Regions from separate parts of the Triticum aestivum genome. Here region 2 is linked to region 1. Evidence: chromatin contacts called from public Hi-C data. All regions are on one chromosome and are shown on one strand. The core of a region is the stretch at or near the end of the contact, and the rest is flanking DNA. Distances in the headings are between cores, read along the strand shown.

Evidence for each region. Hi-C and Micro-C count contacts between places; a contact is called where the count stands out from the background.
Region 2: a Hi-C map of leaf shows a contact between it and region 1, with 5 times the contacts expected there. The contact joins the enhancer-like site here to the promoter of LOC123045071 in region 1. A contact is called at or near these places in 2 of 5 Hi-C or Micro-C datasets (both in leaf).

Annotation. Positions count from the first base shown.
Region 1 is chr2B:390,716,435-390,720,643 of IWGSC CS RefSeq v2.1, forward strand. It overlaps LOC123045071, which reads right to left and starts at 2,460. Exons shown (of 2, transcript XM_044467996.1): 1 at 1,305-2,460. The coding sequence starts at 2,403.
Region 2 is chr2B:390,884,330-390,888,462 of IWGSC CS RefSeq v2.1, forward strand. It overlaps the pseudogene LOC123045073. Among protein-coding and RNA genes, the nearest start is that of LOC123045071, 170 kb to the left of the region's middle. Within about 2 kb of position 1,387, at least 2 of the 8 cell types and tissues checked have an H3K27ac peak or open chromatin away from gene starts, as enhancers often do. A contact at or near this core is called in leaf, where this site is marked.

The sequences.
Region 1 (4,209 bases), core at 1,210-3,709:
CTCTTTATTTAGTAAATTGCATAACCATTTCCGGAAAGACAAATGTCTCTATGGTCTGCAAACTACTGGCCAACTGATCAAATGATATTTCTAACATTATTATGCTCATACCACAACAACTTAACCCTCAACTCTGAAGTAATCCAGGCCAAAGTGAGGCAGGGGCAGAGAGCTAACCGTCTTGGGCCCCTGGTCTGGAGGGGCCTCATCTTGCATGTTTGCAAAGGTGTGAATGGCTCATATTACTTAAGCGCTGGGATGCATGCATGGCAATGGCATCATTACCTGCCCTAGTAAATAATCTCCAAGCTAAAATCATGAAAGCAATACTGCAGTAGCACTGTCGTCTAGTTTGTGGTGTGTGCCGGCTCTTGAGCCTTTGACCCTGATGGATTTGTGTCGAACCTCGCTTATGTTTTCCCCTTTATTTGTGTTGAACCATTGTTGTAAACGCTAAAAGGGCTTCAGTTCGCTAAAGCCGGCAAGTGCCTCTTTTCTAAAAAAAATGTTACATAGTCACTGTATTCAATTTAATACTTGGTGGTACTAATTTACCATGTTTTGGTTGTTTACTCCATAACATGTTATTTCTACTAGCTCGTTATTAGTGTAGTATATTTTTTTAAGTAGTTATTAGTGTCGTAGATGAATAGTTTTGTTGGACAATGCTCTTGCATGTGTGCATACTTGTGTAAACCAAGCCCGGTTATCTTTTAGTTAGTGTTGTGTCGACTAGTTTGTTGTATTAACTTTTTCAAAAAAAGCTTATTTTGTCGCCTTTGATTTGCAATGTTAAAGAAATTTTCTCTGTTGCCACATCCTTGGGTCGCCATGCCATCAGTTTCACTTCAGACCGCCCCTGTTGTAGCATGATGTGTTACACCAGCAATGATAACATTGACCGTGGCGCCTTTATTTAAATGGCAACAATGGGCAGAGTTTGTTAAGTCATGGCTGCAAGAATAGCTGATCATGTAATATTGCTTTGCTTTGCTTGTTTGGATTACATATAGATATGCAGTTTTCCTATTTTGTGGCTTATCTCAAGCCTTTTGTTCATAACATTTTTTTTTGAGATATAAAAATTGCAGTGCCATCAAAAAGAAAATAAGGAGACAGAGCAATAGAGCACATCAACACAATATATGTATCGACGATTGCCTAGGTAAATCTTACAAATTGCAAACTCAGTTCTATATATATTCCATTATGACTGAATGTCCACAAACTTTTTTTATTTTTATTTGCGGGGGAATGTCCACAAAGTTCAATCGTATAGAACTTGGTAAGGTTGAGGATAGTACCTGGAGTACAGAAGCTCATGTAAGGAAAGACATTGAACAATCCCTTCTCGCACACCTTGGTCACTTGCTCCGACTTGAGCTCGATCATGAAGACACCAGCATGCGTGCTGACGAAAATGACATCGGAAGCGCGGCCCTTGGCAAAGGCGGACAGCAGACACAGTGAGTGCCTTGGGTCGCCAATGGAGAGCATATCGAGCTTGATGACCCCACTTTTTTTCCACCGCGCGGCTCTGCCAGGACCCGTCTTCAGCACCCACAGGTAGAGGGTGAACATGTTAAGGACAGCGAGCCCAAGTCCACCATTTTCCACTGGCATGATGACAACGCCACCCCCATCCTGGTTATCCCCACCCTCGTAAACGTCCATGGCATCGATCACTGATAGGCCCCGATCGCCGGCCAAGTTGTAGCGCAGGATCAGGCTGCCGGTCCCACAGGTGAAGTAGAGAGCGTCTCCCACCATGACGGGGGGCATCGAGTCGACATAGGAATCGAGCTCATAACCGAACTCAACATAGGACGGCGAGCTCCACACACCGGTCTCTGAAGAGTAGAGGCAGGCGCGCGCGCCGTCGTCGTCGGGGTCCGTGCCGACGAAGGCCACCAGGAAAGGACCCCCATGGCAGTCAAAGTGGTCGCAGCCGGGCGTGGCGCAGAACACCCCCGCGTTGTAGCAACTCCCCCGGATGGCGGGGTGGCGCACGCGCTGCTTCTCGTTGGTCATGGGGTCCCAGAGGGTAAAGGAATCCGGGAAGCTGCGGTCGCTCAGGAGGACGCGGCCATGGCGGCAATCGAAGGCGAAGCTTTTGCCGGAGTCGGGAGGGCGGAATGCCGTAGTGGGGACGAAGCGGGCTAGGCCGGACAGGTTACGAAAGAATCCCAGCACGGGAAGTGCTTGATGGAATTCGCGGTAGCGGCGGCGGAAGGCGCGGCCGGAGAGGAGGTTGCCCCAGAGCTTGCAGACGAGGGAGGCGCGGAAGAGATACTCCGGCTCGTCAGGCGGCAGTCGGAGGAGGATCTCGACGATGAGGTCATCGGGCAGCGCCGGCAGCGAGTCATGGCTCGGCTGCGGCTGCGGCTGCGGCGGCGGAGTCATGGTGCGGTGCGGTGCGGGCTTGGGGCTTTGGTTGGGGATTGGGATTGGTATAAATGATGTACACCGGCCCACCGAACGGCCTAATCTCGCGCGGTGACACGCGTGCGTGACACGCACCGCAGCCCCACGCACCGCTTTTGGCTGGGGTCAAACCTTGTCTTTCCACCGCGATTTCTCCACCACTCGTTCCTTCTCTTCTCCTCTAGACCCCAGCCGGTGCTCTCCTTTCTCTCTTTTTTTTCAGATCTTTCTTCACGTACCCACCACCGCCTGCCGACGCTAGTTTGAGTATTTTTATCTAAAATAATACAAGCATCAGGATTTAAACCTCGTGAACTGAGGATACTCATTCAATTACAAATTGATTCGCGCTATTTGAAGAAATTGGTAGATTAAGTTGCCTATAAATTAATCACGAGAAAACAAATACAAAGGTTCTTACAAAGAAAATGAGAATAATTAAGCAGGCTTAGTTTTGGAGAATTCTGAGTGTCACTAAGGGCATCTTCAAGCCGGATCCGTAAACCGCTTGTACCCGTCCGGACCGCGGAAGTCATCTAAATCGGGTCCGCATCGGTCCGCGGGGCGGTTCAGACGTGTTTTCTCCCGTAAATTGGAGACAAGGTGGGGGAACTTTACACGAGTCCGGACAGCAGACATGTAGGACTCTGACACCCCCGGCCCACCCAATCCCCCTTCCCGATCCTATTGTCTTCCACTCCGCTCCTTCTCCCCCTTACTTTGCATCCACACCCTCCACCTCTGCCGCCGTTGTTGTACGTCACCAGCCGCCACAGAGGCATTGTTGGACGTCCACAAGTCGCACCGACGGGCCTTCTCGCCTTTACAACAGAGTTGTCCACCCTGTAACCTTTTGTACCTAGGTACACTCCGCCCCCTGTTGACGACCTCCATGGCGGACACCATGCCCGGCAAGTCTTCGGTCAAATGTCATTGACCTTATTTTCAAATGTTATGTCGTTTTTTAGAGTATGAAGGATGGTGAGCTACTCGATCATGGAGGACGAGTTGTTGTGAGATGCGTGATTGGACGTATCCGCGAATTTCGTAGGCATGAGCAAAGGAGAGGCCTTCTGGTAGCAAGTGCATGAAATGTTTCACGCACGAAAGCACGTTGCACCCTACGACGTGTAGATCATTCAACATTGCAACGTGAGGTCGTTGTCGTACTACTGACACACTATCCAGACTAGCGTCACCAAGTTTTGCGACGTGGTTTGTCAACAAAGAGTGGAGCCTGAGGTTTTCCAAGATCTTGAGAAGCCTTTTACATAGGAGGAAATTGATGATGTGGTAAAAAAACCTTCCTATAGACAAATCTCCAGGCATTGATGGATTTTAAAATGAGTTCATTAAAGCTTGTTGGGACATCATTAAAATGGATATCACTGAGCTTATCATGGCTTTTCATGCTGGTAATGTAAATCTTGAAAGCATCAACACATCCTTCATTACCCTGATCCCAAAAAAGGAAGTGCCAGTTTCCCCTAATGACTTCAGACCGATTTCTTTGCTAAATGGAGTTCTTAAGATAATTACCAAGTTGTTGGCCAATAGATTGCAAAGAGTTATTCTTCAAATGGTACACATTAACCAATATGGATTCCTCAAGAACAGAGTGATCCAGGACTGTCTTGGTTGGGCATATGAATATATCCATCGATGTCACAAATCAAAAGAACAGATGCTAGTAATTAAACTGGATTTTGAGAAAGCTTTTGACACTATTGAGCATCAAGCTATTATTGATATACTCATAGCAAAGGGATTTGGAGAAAGGTAGAC
Region 2 (4,133 bases), core at 137-2,636, 170 kb after region 1:
AACTGATATCCTTCCTGGTTTTCTGACGGACCTTCAAGCAGTATGGGAACTGGATTCTCGAGATAACAGGGATGGGCTAGTACATAAGAATCCAACATTGAGGGAGAAACTTACATAATATCAGTTATAGCCTTATAGGTCAATGGCCTCAGCTTAATGCCTGGTGATGCTTTCGGCACCTTGCGACCCGTATGCTCTGGACATCTTCTCGCTGCAATAATTAGAAGCACGTCGTGCCTAGTCCACTTTATGTACAACCACCCTCCTCAATCTTCAGCTCCAACGCTCCACTTTCATCTCTTCATTAACCTGAACTGCTCCCCCATAACTAGACATGAAGCAACCGGCCAAATACAGAGATTGCCTCCCCCAATTTTACTCAAAAAAGTTGAGGATGCAACCGTGGTCCAAACATCCAGTACTCCGGTCCACTTCTAGTCTACTTCGAGAACATTGGCATGCCTCTGGCCAGGATGTACTGCTACAATGTACTACTACCAATGAAGAGTGGATGTTCGTGGTGGTACCAGGAGGATGTGCAATGGGCTTCTTTGATGACGTGGGAGGGTGAAAGGATAGCTGCGAGGACCAGGAGTCGACCGTAGTTTCTCCAGGACGGGAGTTGCCCTATCTGCATCAAACTGCTCTTGTAGTGTTGGTAAATGGCCCATGCCGTCGTATACCTAGCACTCTAACAGAAGAGGACCAAAAATGGAGCAGAGGGGCGGCGTCCCGAGCAGGCCATGGTGTGGGCGCGGAGCAGGCAGGCCATACCGTCATGCCCGCCGAGCAGAAGCACTCGAAGGCCAAGGTCAGACGACGGCGCCGACGAATCTGCAAGCATCATGGCCGCTGTCTGACGTGCTCGCCATCCCTCCTTCTCTTTCCTTCCCTTATGTTTACAGTAGGGAGAGGAAGTTGCGGGCGCCATGGTGCGAGGAAGACGAGGAGAGAGGTCAGCACTCTGAGGCCGAGGTTGGACGACGGCGCCGCCATGGCCGCCGTCTGACGCGCTCGCCCTCCCTCTTCTCTTTCCTTCCCTTCTATTGATGGAAGGGAGGAGGTTGCGGGCGCCGTGGTGCGAGGAAGACAAGGAGAGAGGTCCGCGATGGAGAGGTCTAAGGGGCGTCGGTGGCGGCGATGTGGGTGGGACGACGAGGTCGAGGAGAGGGCTGGGCAAGCGGAGGTATGTGTGGGGCGGCGAGGTCGGGGAGAGGGCTGGACGAGGGGAGGCAGCACGACCGTGCAAGGGGAGGAACCGGCTAGGGTTTTAGTAGCTGCTGCTTCGGTTTTATAGGGGTACGCAAAATGTCCAAAATACCCTCGACGGCCATCCAGTTTTACAGGCGGTGGCATGAATACTTCTACACTAAATAACACACAGACCACGCTCGCAGACACAGTCGCTAACCGGCACTGCCCACCAGGGATCGACCCCACACGTCAGCAAGGTAAGACAATAATTCCGGAGTAAACAAAACCAGTAAGGAAAAACGGATGGAAACTACTATTCATTGTAGCAGTGATCCGACTTGATCCAACGGACGAGATCTCTCCCAAGCGAGATCATACAGTTCAGAACGAATCAGAAGACAAATCCGACGGTCAGGAATCCCGAGCGGTGAGGAGGCTGGGTGGCTCCTGTCATTTTTATTTCTAGACTAGATGCAACAAGCCAAGGGCAGCAGGTCCTTGTTACAGGATGACAGTGGGTCCTCATGGCGATGGCAGTCTGCCCATAGCACGATCTGAAAAGATACAATTGATTAAGCTTATTACCATGCTGTAGCTCTTTATTCCGACTAATTAGGTACGAAATCTAAAACAATAACATTATTCAGATTTACTCCCTCCATCCGGTAATATAAGAGCTTTTGTTACACTAGTGTATTATATTATGGGACGGAGGAAGTAATATATCTAAGCCAATTTCAAGAATTGTCGATAAAATTTGAATGAAACAGGTTCTCCAAGGAGAGGCTGAAACAAACAAACGACCTGAAGATTACATATAGGCAGTAGGGGCAAGGAGATGCCTATAAGATTACAGCCTTGCGCAACCTGCCTATGAGCAGGACTGCAAGAGCACCTCAGAGCATATGACATTGCAAATATTCACACATCATAATTCTCAAACGTGCATCAATATGTACCTGGAGTGCAGAAGTGTCATGGGCCCTACTATGTCAGCAGTCCCTCCAGAGCCCACCAGCGCCACCGGACGGCCCAAGAGGAGCAAGCGGCCCAACAGGCTCTACGACCCGTCGACTTGGGAGATGTAGCGAAGGGTTAAATGGACCCGGGTCCGAGTAGAGAGGCACGGAATTGTAGCTGGTCGAACCTTCTCCCTGTTTCCCTTCCCCTGTATCTTCCTCCTTCCTCCCGATCCCCTTCTCTTCCCCATAAACCCTAGCCAAATTCGCTGTAATCCTCCATGGAAGCTTGAATCGAGTAAGAGGGGCATGACATATGGTATCAGATCCACCGGATTACCTACAGAAACCCACCTACACCACTCGGCAGCAGAGGCAGGCGGTAGAGATGGAGCAGAGGGTGGAGGAGTTGGCGGCGGCGCTCAAGGCGATTCAGGAGCAGAATGCGTCAATCATGAAGGCCGTGGTGGCGTCCAACACCATCTTTGCCAAGATCCAGCCCGCGGTGGCGGATCTGGCGGCGTGGCGGCCCGAGCTGGAGCGGTCCTTCACCGATCTGCGTCAGGAGATGGGGGAGGTACGCAAGGAGATCGACACCATCGCCCGCAACCCCGTCCTCACCCTCAAGCCCTCGGAGCTGCCTCCGATCCTTCCAAGGCCACCCGGCGCGCCGTTTCCCAACTACGGCAGTAGCAACCAAGGGCCCGATGGCCACCGTGTCGACCTACTTCACCGGGGGGTTGGCTCTGGGGTGGTGACCACCCTAGTCCCGCCTCCGGTCACGGGTACGTTTTCAGGCCCCAGCTCTCGTCTTGTGGAGAATTCACACCTGGCAGATCACCGATCGAGGCCATTGGGGCGATCTCCACTGCGGGGTTCATCCCGTTCAGGCAGTCCGTTCCAGCGGCGTGCACCTAACCTGCCTAGGCCCAAGGTGGATTTCCCGCTGTTCGGGGGAGAGAGGCCACGCAGTTGGAGGCGCAATTGTGAATCATACTTTAGAGTGTTTCATTTGGACCCGGAGTTCTGGGTCGACACCACGGCCATGCATTTCACCGGGGCTGCCATGGTGTGGTTAGAGAACAACATTTTTGACTTACACAGCATGGAGTGGGAGAAGTTTTGCGCGGTTGTTTGTGAGCAATTTGAGAGAAACGAGTTCAGCGTCCTGTTGCGGCAGTTGTTTCATTTGCGACAGATGGATTCAGGATCTTATTACACCGCAAAAATCACTGAAATCATGCACTCCCTGCTAGCACACAACACTACCTGGGATCATGCGTTATTCTCTTTGTGTTATGTGGATGGCCTTAGGGATGAAATTCGTGTTGTTGTTTTAGTTCATAATCCCAAAGATCTAGATACCGCTGTTTCTCTCGCTTTCTTACAGGAAGAGGCGCTGGAGATTTCCAGGCGACGCGAGCCGCGGCGCTCTAAAGGTGGGACTGGGGGCGGGCAAGGCAGCCGCGCCCATCTCAGGGGAGCCATGCCCCTTCCGGCTCCTCCAGGGCGTCCCCCACCCACCTCGACCACGATCTCTGACAATCATCGTGGGGTGGCGATAGAAGGGCCCCGCAGCGGCCACACAGTCGAGGATCGGCTCTCCACACTCAAGGCGTATCGCCGAGCCAAGGGTCTATGTTTTCTCTACGGAGAAAAATGGAGCAGGGAGCACAAGTGTGCCACCGCGGTGCAACTCCATGTGGTCCAGGAGATGTTCGATGTGCTGGGTTTGCCTGGGCTGTCAAACAGCGAGGAGCATTCAGAATCGGACAGTGAGGGTCACACTATCTCAAGGGCTGCGATGCAAGGAACTGTCGCCCCGCAAACTATCAGGCTACATGGGAAAATTCAGCAACAACAAGTGTTAATGCTGATCGACTCCGGCAGCTCTCACAGCTTCATCAGCACTGATCTAGCGGCCAACTTACAGGGAGTTTGCAAAACCACGAGTGCCCTGAAGGTCAAAATTGCAGATGG